Regions from separate parts of the Zea mays genome. Here region 2 is linked to region 1. Evidence: chromatin contacts called from public Hi-C data. All regions are on one chromosome and are shown on one strand. The core of a region is the stretch at or near the end of the contact, and the rest is flanking DNA. Distances in the headings are between cores, read along the strand shown.

Region 1 (5,258 bases), core at 2,044-4,543:
CAGCATCGGCGTCGGCTCAGGGTCTTCGCCGCGGGTTTGCGCACGCGGTGGTAGCAACCAGTGGGTCTGGGGGTCATCGGATCGGGGCAATTCGTCGTCGTTGCCCGCTCTCGGCCACGAATTCGCGCGGAACGTGGGCAGCCACAACCGATGTCTAATCACCGATGAGTGAGCTTCCAACCGACTCGCTTTCGTCTTGCGAACGTGTAGAACCTCTAATTGCAGTATAACATAGTAATGAGCTCGATTGGCATCGTCGAAGACATCGGTCCATCGGCGGCGTGGTGTGACATCGAGGGGGGAAAGAGCGGGGCATTAGAGAAGAAGGTGTTTGTGCCGTCTGATCGGAGTCGGATGGCGTAGATTAGACCAGGGGATATCTTTCGTATTTTAAATCGGAACCATTGATCCATCATCCGACCGTCGTGGGCGCGTACCGGTTCGGTCGTTGGTACGTCCAATTCGAGCCGTTCACTTTAGATCTAGCGGTCGGAATGTTTGGGCGGATTAAATCTAATATGTAGCGTAGAGTTTAGATCGGATGGCTGAGATTCTCGCGTACCCTTTCGGCTGGTAGTTTTACAAAAGAGACCCCCTGCTTTAATCAAATCGACCCGCAGTCCACTGCGGGGATAGATCCTAGTCTAGGGAATTTTGCGTTGAGACCCCTGATGTTCTCTAGAGTCATGCGCGCAGTCCAGGAAAATAGAAAATCAAGGAAAATGAAATAGAAATTGATTTTTAATGTAAAAATAATTACTAAGAACTTGTATAATTCCTAGAAAATTCATATGAAGTCCAAATTGATCCATTACAGTTCCTATATTTTTGTAATAATATTGTTTATAACTTAGTAACACTATTTTAGCATGAAAACCACATTAAATTTGATCACTTAATTAATCTTGTACCAAACACATAAATACTTCGGAAAATCATAACTTGGGATCCGTAACTCCGAATTTAGTGGTTCTTTTTCCTATGATCTTGTTTTAATGTGTAGATTATTAATATGTATTTTGTATACATGTTTGGTGTGATGTTAATTTTTCCCTTGTACTATGCTTGTTTGTATTGTGGCGAGTAGAAGAGCCAGTGGCTGAGGAGTGAGGTGTTCAGCAGGTAGAAGTTGCTGAGCAGGAGCTCATTGAAGGAAAGTTGTGCCCTTGACTAATTTTATTACCCAATAATGTTCTTTATTATCACTTATTCATGCTTAGACTTAATTTTGATGGGACCCAATAGGTCACCCTAGTCTGATTATCTTTTCACCTTATTTACCCCTAAATTTTTGGGTAGTCATTACTATTGCTATATATGGTTTTGGAATTAATATTACATTACGATTATGTTCCAATTATTTATTATTGTTCTATTTCTGTTCATGATAAGATTACTATTTTAATTGGAACATGGAGCTTAACTTGAGAAACATGTGCCACCACAAGGGTGGAATGGGACGCCCTTGGCTGACTAACTAGGAAAGCTAGTGGAGACCTTACCCGATAGGGGGAAGGGCAGTAGGCGTGTAGGGAGGTTTCCGGGTTGATTTTGCTGTGATGGCGGTCAGACGGGGATTCCTGCATTGCTCTTCCTAGAAACTGTAGCGTGTTTTCTGAAGCTAGTGGAACATTGTAAAGGCCTCGTAGTGTTATCCTGCCTCGCTTCCTTGGTAGAGATGTATGGGGCCCATACAACCCCGTGGCAGATGGGTAACATGACTTGTGGGTACAGGGTACAACCTCTGCAGAGTGTAAAACTGGTATACTAGCCATGCTCGCGGTCATGAGCAGCTCAGGACTCTCGCATGATTAAACTATGGAACTAAATTCAATTTGTCATTTGCATTGCATGGGATGTATTATTAATTTTGCTCTATTATTATTCTGGTATGGTATTTACTTACATCTAGTAATTGCTAATAAAATTTGACCAACTTATTAAAAGCAATGCTTAGCTTTAACCCCTATTGTTGATCGACCTTACACTTCACATGAACTCCCACCTTTGGTGAGTTCATACACATTATTCCCCACAACTTGTTGAGCTATGATCTTTAGTGAGCTCACACTTGCGATATATAACCCCCCACAAGAGAAGAATAGGTGGTCCAGGAGGAGCCGTGCAACGAGGAGTACGAGTTGATCTAGGTGGCGTCTCCCAGTCAACTTTATGGCGCCATGGATGGACATTAGTTCGCTTTATATTTATCATTATTTTTGTAAGACTTTCGCTATGTAATAATTACTTTTATGATATTGTGACATTTATCTCTATACACTTTGTTATTATATGTGTTCTTCTTCTAAGGCGCACATATGAGACACACCCGACTTTATCTCTTAAATCCGGGTGTGACATGGGTGCCATAGGATCGCAACCCATTAAAAGCTGGCCCTGCTAGCTCTTTGTTAGTGACATGGATCTGAAAGCATCGGTTTCTAGTATATTAGAACCTCCAGATATAATCATTAACCGATTCTTCACTTCCCTGTCGGACTGAGGCTAAATTAGTCAACCCTAATTCATATTCCCTGGAAAAGAAATGTTCATGAAATTTACTTTCTATATCATTCGAGGAACTAATGGAATTAGGAGGTAGGGTGATGTACCATGCAAAAGTTGTACCAGTAAGGGAAAAACAAAATAAATGAACACGAAAAGCTTTCCTATTGGCCAATTCGCCTAGGTGTTCTAGGAACTAGGCTACATATTCGTGTGTACTTCTACCACTTTTACCAAAAAAATGAAAACTCTGGTATCCTTGCTATGCCCCTTGTGGGTATGGGACAACGCCAAACTGGTGATCATATGGCTTTTGATATTATTGCCCTACTCTGCTACACTAACTCCGAGCCTATCTCGAAATAGTTCAGCCATCTGTTCCCTAATTTTCTCCATTGCGCCCTGTAACACTTTGATTTTGGGGGTATACAATTCTTTCTTAATATCCACCAAATTCAGGTGTTACCCTCTCTTTTCTTTACTTTTCTTTTCTTTTTTTGTAAATAGTGATGAATTATTTTATTTTATATCGATGTGTAAGCCTAGTAAAGCAAAATTCTATAGGTGTCTTGATTGTCGCATCATGCTAAAACATATTTTCACTTTGTTTGATGAGTGAGTTTGTGAAGTATGCGTTTAATAAGGAATTCGATTTGAATTAGTAGGAAATAGAAAAGAGAAAAAGGAAGAAACAAAGAAATAAAGGGAGAAAGCCTAACTGGGCCCAGGCCCCCCCTCTCGGCCAGCCCAGCTCGCCCCTCCCCGCGGTCCAGCGGCCGCGCTCGGCCGCCTCGCTCGCACATTGCACGTGCGCGCTCTCCACCCGCCGCCACCGCGCATGCCATGCGCCCACCTCCTGTTCATCTTCTCAACTGCTTTCTGTTCGCTCTGCGCGCTGCGGCACTCGCCCACGACGCCGAGAAACCCGACGTCCGCGCCCACGCTGTCCTATCCGAGCGTCTGCACATCCTCTCCTCTTCCCTCCTTCATTTCCCCAATAGCCAGCACCCGATGTCTCCAAAACCGCCGCCCAGTCCTCACCTCGCCATCCCGACACGCGTTCGGAGCTCTCCATCGAAACCGCCGCACCGGAGTTCGTCCTCGCCGTGTTCGCCTGCATCAGAGCCGCTGCGTCGAGCTCGTCGTCGTGTGGAGAAGCCCCATTCGTCACTGTTCTTCCCTAGTCCGTCTGGCATGCAGCCGCTATGGAGTCTTGTCCGGCTCACCACTCATGTTCCCGGTGAGTATTTCGTTCTCTCTGTCATGGTCCGTTGTTTCTTCTTCCCATGACGCCCACACGCGCGACGCCGGCTCGTGCACTTGCTTCGGCGAGCAACCCTGTCGCGCCCTTGCCCAGCTAGCCATCCCTGCTCCTGGCACGACAGCGTGGCGGCCAGCCTCGGCGAGCTCCACTCCCGGCTAGCCATGGAGCCCCTGCCCAGCCCGCCTCTCTCACGATGTCCCTGCGCTGCGCCATGCCTGTGCATGCTAGCCCTGCCCCGCGAGAGCCCGGTCAGTGAGCTCCACCGTGCGCGCCGTCACCGGCAAGCCATCGGCACCACCCTCTACCCCCCCTGCGCGATCCGGTTTTGCCCTGCTGTTGGCGTCGTGCAGGTTGCGATTTGCAACCGAGAAGAAGTAAGCAACCACTCCGTTAGTGATCCGTTATGTTTGCATGCGTTGGAAAAGGAAACCGATGCCTGAGCCCCGCCCCATGCATATGCAATTTAATCTGCATGCAAGCAAGAAATAAAAATAGCCAAGGTCCCTATCGCATGTGCATGCAGCCATAGTCAATTGAAAACTGCCCCATGTTAGGATCATGTGCGCCCGTGGTTTCTGTGGCCCTTTGCGTGGTCGTGCTCCAACCAATAAAAATACGCCACGTCGCTTAAAATCCATGAAGTACTAAATCTACTACTACTCTATAAGGACGCAACGAGGGCGTCCACCAAGCTTCACCACGCCTCCGCTTGACTCTCCTCGCCCACGCTCAGGCCCCGACTCTCCTCCCTCCTCGCGACCGCGCAATCCCGACTCAATGCTTTCCATGGAGAGCAGAGCGTCGGCCTTCCGAAATCTTCGCCCAGGACCACGCCTTCCGCTCCCCCACGCCTGATCCACACGAGGCCCACAGTCCCTGCGCCTTCCAAATTGCCGCGCTGCTAGCCGCATCTCGCCCGTGCATGCCCAACCCACGCCTCCCAAATCGCCGCCAACTCCCCAAGCTCCACGAGATCTGACTGCTCCTCCTAGCCAGTAGTCTCTCCGCCGCCCACCACTCGATCCCACCCACTCCATAGCTAATCTTACCGGGATCGTAGATCTAGAAGGTAGCATCGGATGGCTCCATAGGGAATGGAAGCATGGATGCAAGCGTTGATGGGGGTGGTGAGGATGAAGGTGACTATGATGAGGAGGACACCGGCCGGTTTCTGTATGCATCCGCTGACTTATCCACGCTCCAGTGATGTGGCATGTTGCCTCGTGGGCTGTGGGCGCAGCGGCAGGGCGACGGACATGCGCTCGTGAACGGAGGAGGCGGGGATCTGGACGATGCGAGGTTGCGTTTGGCGACCTGGGCAAGTGGATGCGCGAAGGCTAGTGGCGTCTTCGGCCGTGTCGACCTGCGCAAGCGGACGCGCGAAGGCTTCTAGGCGACATGATGGAGGCATGCCGGTGCGAGGATCCCACAGCCGTGGACATCGCCGGCACTGACCACACCAAGGTCCCTTTCCTATGCCCGACTGCAG
Region 2 (5,258 bases), core at 791-3,290, 170 kb after region 1:
CAATTCTGCTGCTAGAGGAGAAGCATCATCAAAAGCAAAGTTACCATGGTGGAAATCATCATACCATACATCATCATAGCTTGGACTTTCTTGCCGAAGCTCTCTCTGCTGTGGCCTTCATCCTTGCTCGTCTTGCGTGATATGGAGCATTTCTTCGGCAACTTCATCAATCTTCTTCGGAAGTTTAGCTAGAAGCATTTTCTCCCACTTTCCCTCCACTTGTTGGTGGATGGTCTCTAGGTCTCTGATCTCTTGGTCTAGCTCCTCCTCTTGTGGTGTTGGGCTGATGGCCTTCCTTTTTCTGGTTTCGAGCTTCTCTCATAGGGAGCCCCTCTTGGTTGATGTCCAGCGGTGCAAGGGCAGCCTCTGGCGCTATTGCCTTCTTCGGCGGCATGACGAAGGTGGTTGCTCGAGCTGTTGCCGAAAGTGGTCGTTTGAGTTCATCGGAGATGGGCACCAATGTTGGTCTCTTGTTCTTAAATACTATGAATCAAGAACAAGGCAACAAAATTGTTAAAAGATTAGGGACCTTCATCCTTCGAAGCATTATCTCCTTTTTGGATATAATGATCTTCAGACGAAGATCATGTAGGACGCACCTTCACCATTCGCAAGAATAACCATTCATAGAGATGATAAATATTAACCATTCATATATCGATTCATATATTCATTTCATGATAAATATATGAATATTAATAAGATTTATATTATATTGATACCTTCGGCTTGTTCGAAGGTGTTGATGCGAGAGCGATTACACCTCTACCAAGGAAGCGAGGCAGGGTACCACTACGAGGCATTTACAAAGTTCCACTAGCTTCAGAAAACCCGCTACAGTTTCTAGGGAGCGCAGCATAGGAATCCTCCATCTGAAAAGCCATCGCAGCAAAATCAGCCTGAGAACCTCCCTATACCGACCACTCCCCTACTGCCCTTGCCCCTTTCGGGTAAGGTAGTCCTCCACTAGCTTTCCTAATTAGTCATCCAAGGGCGTCCCATACCACCCTTGTGGTAGCACTATTTTCCCGGGTGGCCGCTCCATGTTCTAATTAACAATATGATCTTATCATGAACAATAATTAAACAACAACATAATTGGAACATGATCATAATGAAACATTAGTTTCCCAAAACCAGGTACAACAATAGCAAATCTACCCAATGATTCATCTATTTGTGAGATGGGGGATAAATAATGCTAAGGAAACCTATTAGGTCCCATCAAATTAACCTGAGCATGTCATAGTGATTAACAGTGAACATTATTAGGTAAAAAGGGGTGATCAAGGGCACAACTTGCCTTAGACTTGAGATCCCCAGGTACCAACTTGTACTTCAAGTGACTCATAACCTCGGTGCTAGTCATAGCAATAGAAACGAACATGGTATAGGCAAAATTAACATCACACCAAACACAAGAACAAACTGCATAATAATGATCTACGCGTCGTAACTAGGTCCTAGGTTCGAGAATCACTAAATTCGGAGTTACGATTATAAAGTTATGATTTTTCAAAGGTTTATGTGGTTAAACAGGAAAACTATGTTCTATGTTGATTACTATAAATCATGTGAGATAGATATTCTAGAGGAATAGCTAACTTAAGCTTAATTCAAGTTATAACTTAATTATAAATCATATGTTAGTCAACTTATTATAGGCAGGTTAACTTTGATTAGAAAGGTTAATCTACTAACATAGGTTAAACATAATACCTACTTTGGGAAACATGTTACTTGGTAAAATAATGTTACCATAGCGTAGGCAATATTATTGCGAAGCTAACGCAACTGGAACGGATCAAGAGGAGTTAAAACGACCTAGTTATGCATTTCCTAAGGTTTTAGAATTACTTTGGCATTTAAAAATCAATTTCGAATTAATTTTATTAATATCCAGAGTTTCATGGACTGCGCCCGCAATTCACTGAAACCACAGAGTCAAAAGAATAAATAACATGGACCCATTTTAAATCCCCTAGATGGCGGGTTGATTCACCAATTCCCTGAGGGTTCTTTTGCAAAATGGTGCGGCCTCCTACTGTGGCCCGCACGATCAAGCATGGATGGACCCGATTAGATCATCCAAACTCGTACGTTTGCCTCGGTCGGATCCGCAATCTACGGTCGAAATTCAATAACCCGAACCGGTATTCTACATTTAATTTATATCGTCCGTTTACTGATCCACGGCTATCTCCTTTATCTCTCTCTCTTGTCTAATCTAGGCCGTTAGTTTCACATCCAACGGCGAAGTCTTTTCTTCCTTCCTTCGGCATCACCCGACGGCGGCAACAGTATGCCCAACGGTGGTGAGCCTGTCGGCGTTAGGTGATACAGTGCTCTGGTGCACGGTCACGAGATCTTATAGGCGCTATACGATAGGGAGAACAATGTGAAGCGGGAAGGGGAGGTTATCACCTTCGGTCACATGGCTCCATGGTTGGTTCACGACGCTCGGTGGCCCCATGGCGGATTGCAACGACGGCGAGCAATTGCTCGACCCCTGCTTGGTTCCCCGACTTCGCTGGTTCACGACCACGCTCCCTAGGCCCCAGTGAGTCTCCTAGATCAATAGTCAAGGCTCCCGCGAGGTTGTAGGCGATTTGCCCCCGCGGCGGCAGATCCCCACGCCCTCACCGGCTTCAACCCGCTCCCTCATCCTTGCCGCGGTGGTGCTCGGTTGGCTGCGATGCTTTTGGTTTTCTAGGACAGGGCGCGACGGCTTTGGATTTTATAAGCTCAAGCATCGCGAGTTTGATCGGCCAACAGGATCCCCAACTTGCGTCGGCGCCCATGGAAGTCGGCGATCTGTTGCTGCCGAGGTGGAGAGGAGTTATTTGAATTTGTAACATTCTCGTCGCGCGGCTTCGCTACTTTATTACTCCGTAGCTGAGCTTCGCCAGGTTGGTATTATGGAACACACACCCGCGCCAGTTTGGGACTATTAATCAACTGGCGCGGGTGTGTGCTCCATAATACCAAACTAGCGAAGCTCAGCTGCGGAGTAATAAAGTAGCGAAGCCGCGCGACGAGAATATTACAAATTCAAATAACTCGGTGGGGAGAAGGGAGCTGGCCACTGGGTCCCAATGTCCAATGACCCTAGCACGATGCACATGCTGGCACCCGAGAGACCGAGTGGTGGGCCTGGAGCGTCATTTCCAGGCGAGGAGATGAGCGGGCGCCATATCCGACTGACGAGGGGGTCCCGCCCGTCAGTGGGCGCCAGGCGCGAGGACGGGGCACGTTGGTGGGCTCGTTTGAGGCCGAATTGGGCCGGCTAAAAGTAAATCGGCCCAGCGCTAGGTTCCTCTTTCTTTTTTTTTCTTTTTTCTTTCCCAATTTTCAATTAGATTCAAATTCAAATTTCGAATTAAATTCAAATAGAGTTCAAACTTAAATTATATTTAAGTGCTCAAACAAAAACTCCAACATGTTATACATGTTTTAATTTATTTTATAAATCAAATATTTATTTAGTCAAATGAAATATTCCCATATTATTCCCTTTAGATAAATAGTACTTTGAATGTGTGCCAAGATCAAAGGTTAATAAATTATTTTAGAATGAATAAATGTTTAATATTTATTTTAGGAGATGTGTCAACTTAATTATACAATTCAACAAATAGATAACTAAATAGAATCCTTTCATTTAATGACGGTTAGAAAACATGTCTATTTTAGGGAATGTAGCTTCCATGCAATGAACTTCTTATTATAAGGTATTCAAATTCAAAATATTTGGAGAATTTTAATACATTCCAAAAATAAAATTTTGGGCATTACAATTGCCCTTCTCAAAAACCGTAGCAGGTTTTCTGAAGCTAGTGGAACTTTGTAAAGGCCTCGTAGTGGATCCCTAGTGTCACACCCGGTTTTAGAAGGTAAACCGAATGCGAACCATGTACGTGCCAGGATCAGCAATTCACGTACACAGCAGTTACATAACATGGACATCATCACACAGTGCTCAAATAGTATTAAAAAGGGAAATAGTAGTCGATTACATCATATGTCTGAGACATCCACATAATCTTTACAATAAATCAAAGTGCGGAAAAGAAACGTAGATAAACGCGGCCTTCACAGGCAGCCGACTGGGGGTTTGCCGCTAACCCACGCCTAGAACTCGTCGTAGTCTTGGAACTCCTGAAAGTCTCCTTCCACGGCTTCATCTTCTCCTGTGATTTCTTCGGGCTCCTCAACTGGATCGTTCTCTATGCGAGCGCAAGCATACATACATCCATCCATTCGAATTAGGAAACAAACAGTACATCATTACAAGATAACAAATAGATTGAATATACATAGAGTATAACATACGATATTGCATTTGCCATGGCTAGAGAAGAAAGGTCCCGCAGTGGTTAAAGCTATACTCAAGGCGTATTACGGGTAGACGCATAGCTAGCCATTACATGCTCTAGTTCCACTTAGTTCCAATAAAAAGGATTAGTCACATGCACTAATAGAATCATAACCATTTTCAATTGATCAACATTAAATAAGATAGATGATTAACTACATGAATTAACTAACGTAACCAATTTCCAACTTGAGTTTCCATTCATTAATTAAATAACGCGATCACTACACATGGAGTACACACGGGGGGGGGGGGGGGTAGACGGGCGTGTCTAGGGGGTAGACAAGCGCGTCGCGAACGCGGCAGGGCGCTACACGTCGCGCCGAGGGCACGGCGAGTCGTTCCAAAGCACCGTGGGCCACGCGGGTACGTACGCGCAAGGCCGCGCTGACGTGTCGCGAACGAGTCGTGCACACGCCGGGGCCGAGCAGCGCACGCACCGCGCTACGCAGGGGCACCACGGCCGCGCGAGCCGAAGCCACGCCGGGCCGGAGCCGCGCTGCGCAGGGGCGAGGCACGCCAAGGCGGGCAGGGCCGAGCCGCCACGGCGAGGGGCCGGGCTGCGCGGGGACACCGGGGGAGGGCGCCACGCCGGGGCCGCAGGCCGCCGCGCCATGGCCGGCCGGCCGAGGTCGAGACGTGGGGGGAAAGGGGGGCCGGGGCTGCCGCGGGCGGGGGCACCTCGCAGGGGCCGGGGCTACGCCGGAACGCCGGGGCGGGGCGAGGTCGAGCCACGCCGGGGGCCTGCGCGGGCGCGCCGCGGCCGAGCGCCGCCGGGGCACCGCGAGGGGGGGGGGGGGGCGGGGACGCCGCCGGGCCGTGGGGAGGGGAGCGCGCCGGGCGGGGCGAGGCCGGGCCGCGCGCCACGGCGAGCCGCCATGGC

What was found. A called contact is a pair of places that touch in the nucleus more often than the background predicts.
Region 2: a contact with region 1 is called in a Hi-C map of endosperm, with 6 times the contacts expected there. The contact joins two enhancer-like sites. A contact is called at or near these places in 3 of 25 Hi-C or Micro-C datasets (bundle sheath, endosperm and leaf).

What each region holds. Positions count from the first base shown.
Region 1 is chr10:70,525,583-70,530,840 of Zm-B73-REFERENCE-NAM-5.0, forward strand. No RefSeq gene overlaps it. Among protein-coding and RNA genes, the nearest start is that of LOC103641189, 4.2 kb to the right of the region's middle. Within about 2 kb of position 3,294, at least 3 of the 20 cell types and tissues checked have an H3K27ac peak or open chromatin away from gene starts, as enhancers often do. A contact at or near this core is called in endosperm, where this site is marked.
Region 2 is chr10:70,694,956-70,700,213 of Zm-B73-REFERENCE-NAM-5.0, forward strand. No RefSeq gene overlaps it. Among protein-coding and RNA genes, the nearest start is that of LOC103641190, 70 kb to the left of the region's middle. Within about 2 kb of position 2,041, at least 16 of the 20 cell types and tissues checked have an H3K27ac peak or open chromatin away from gene starts, as enhancers often do. A contact at or near this core is called in endosperm, where this site is marked.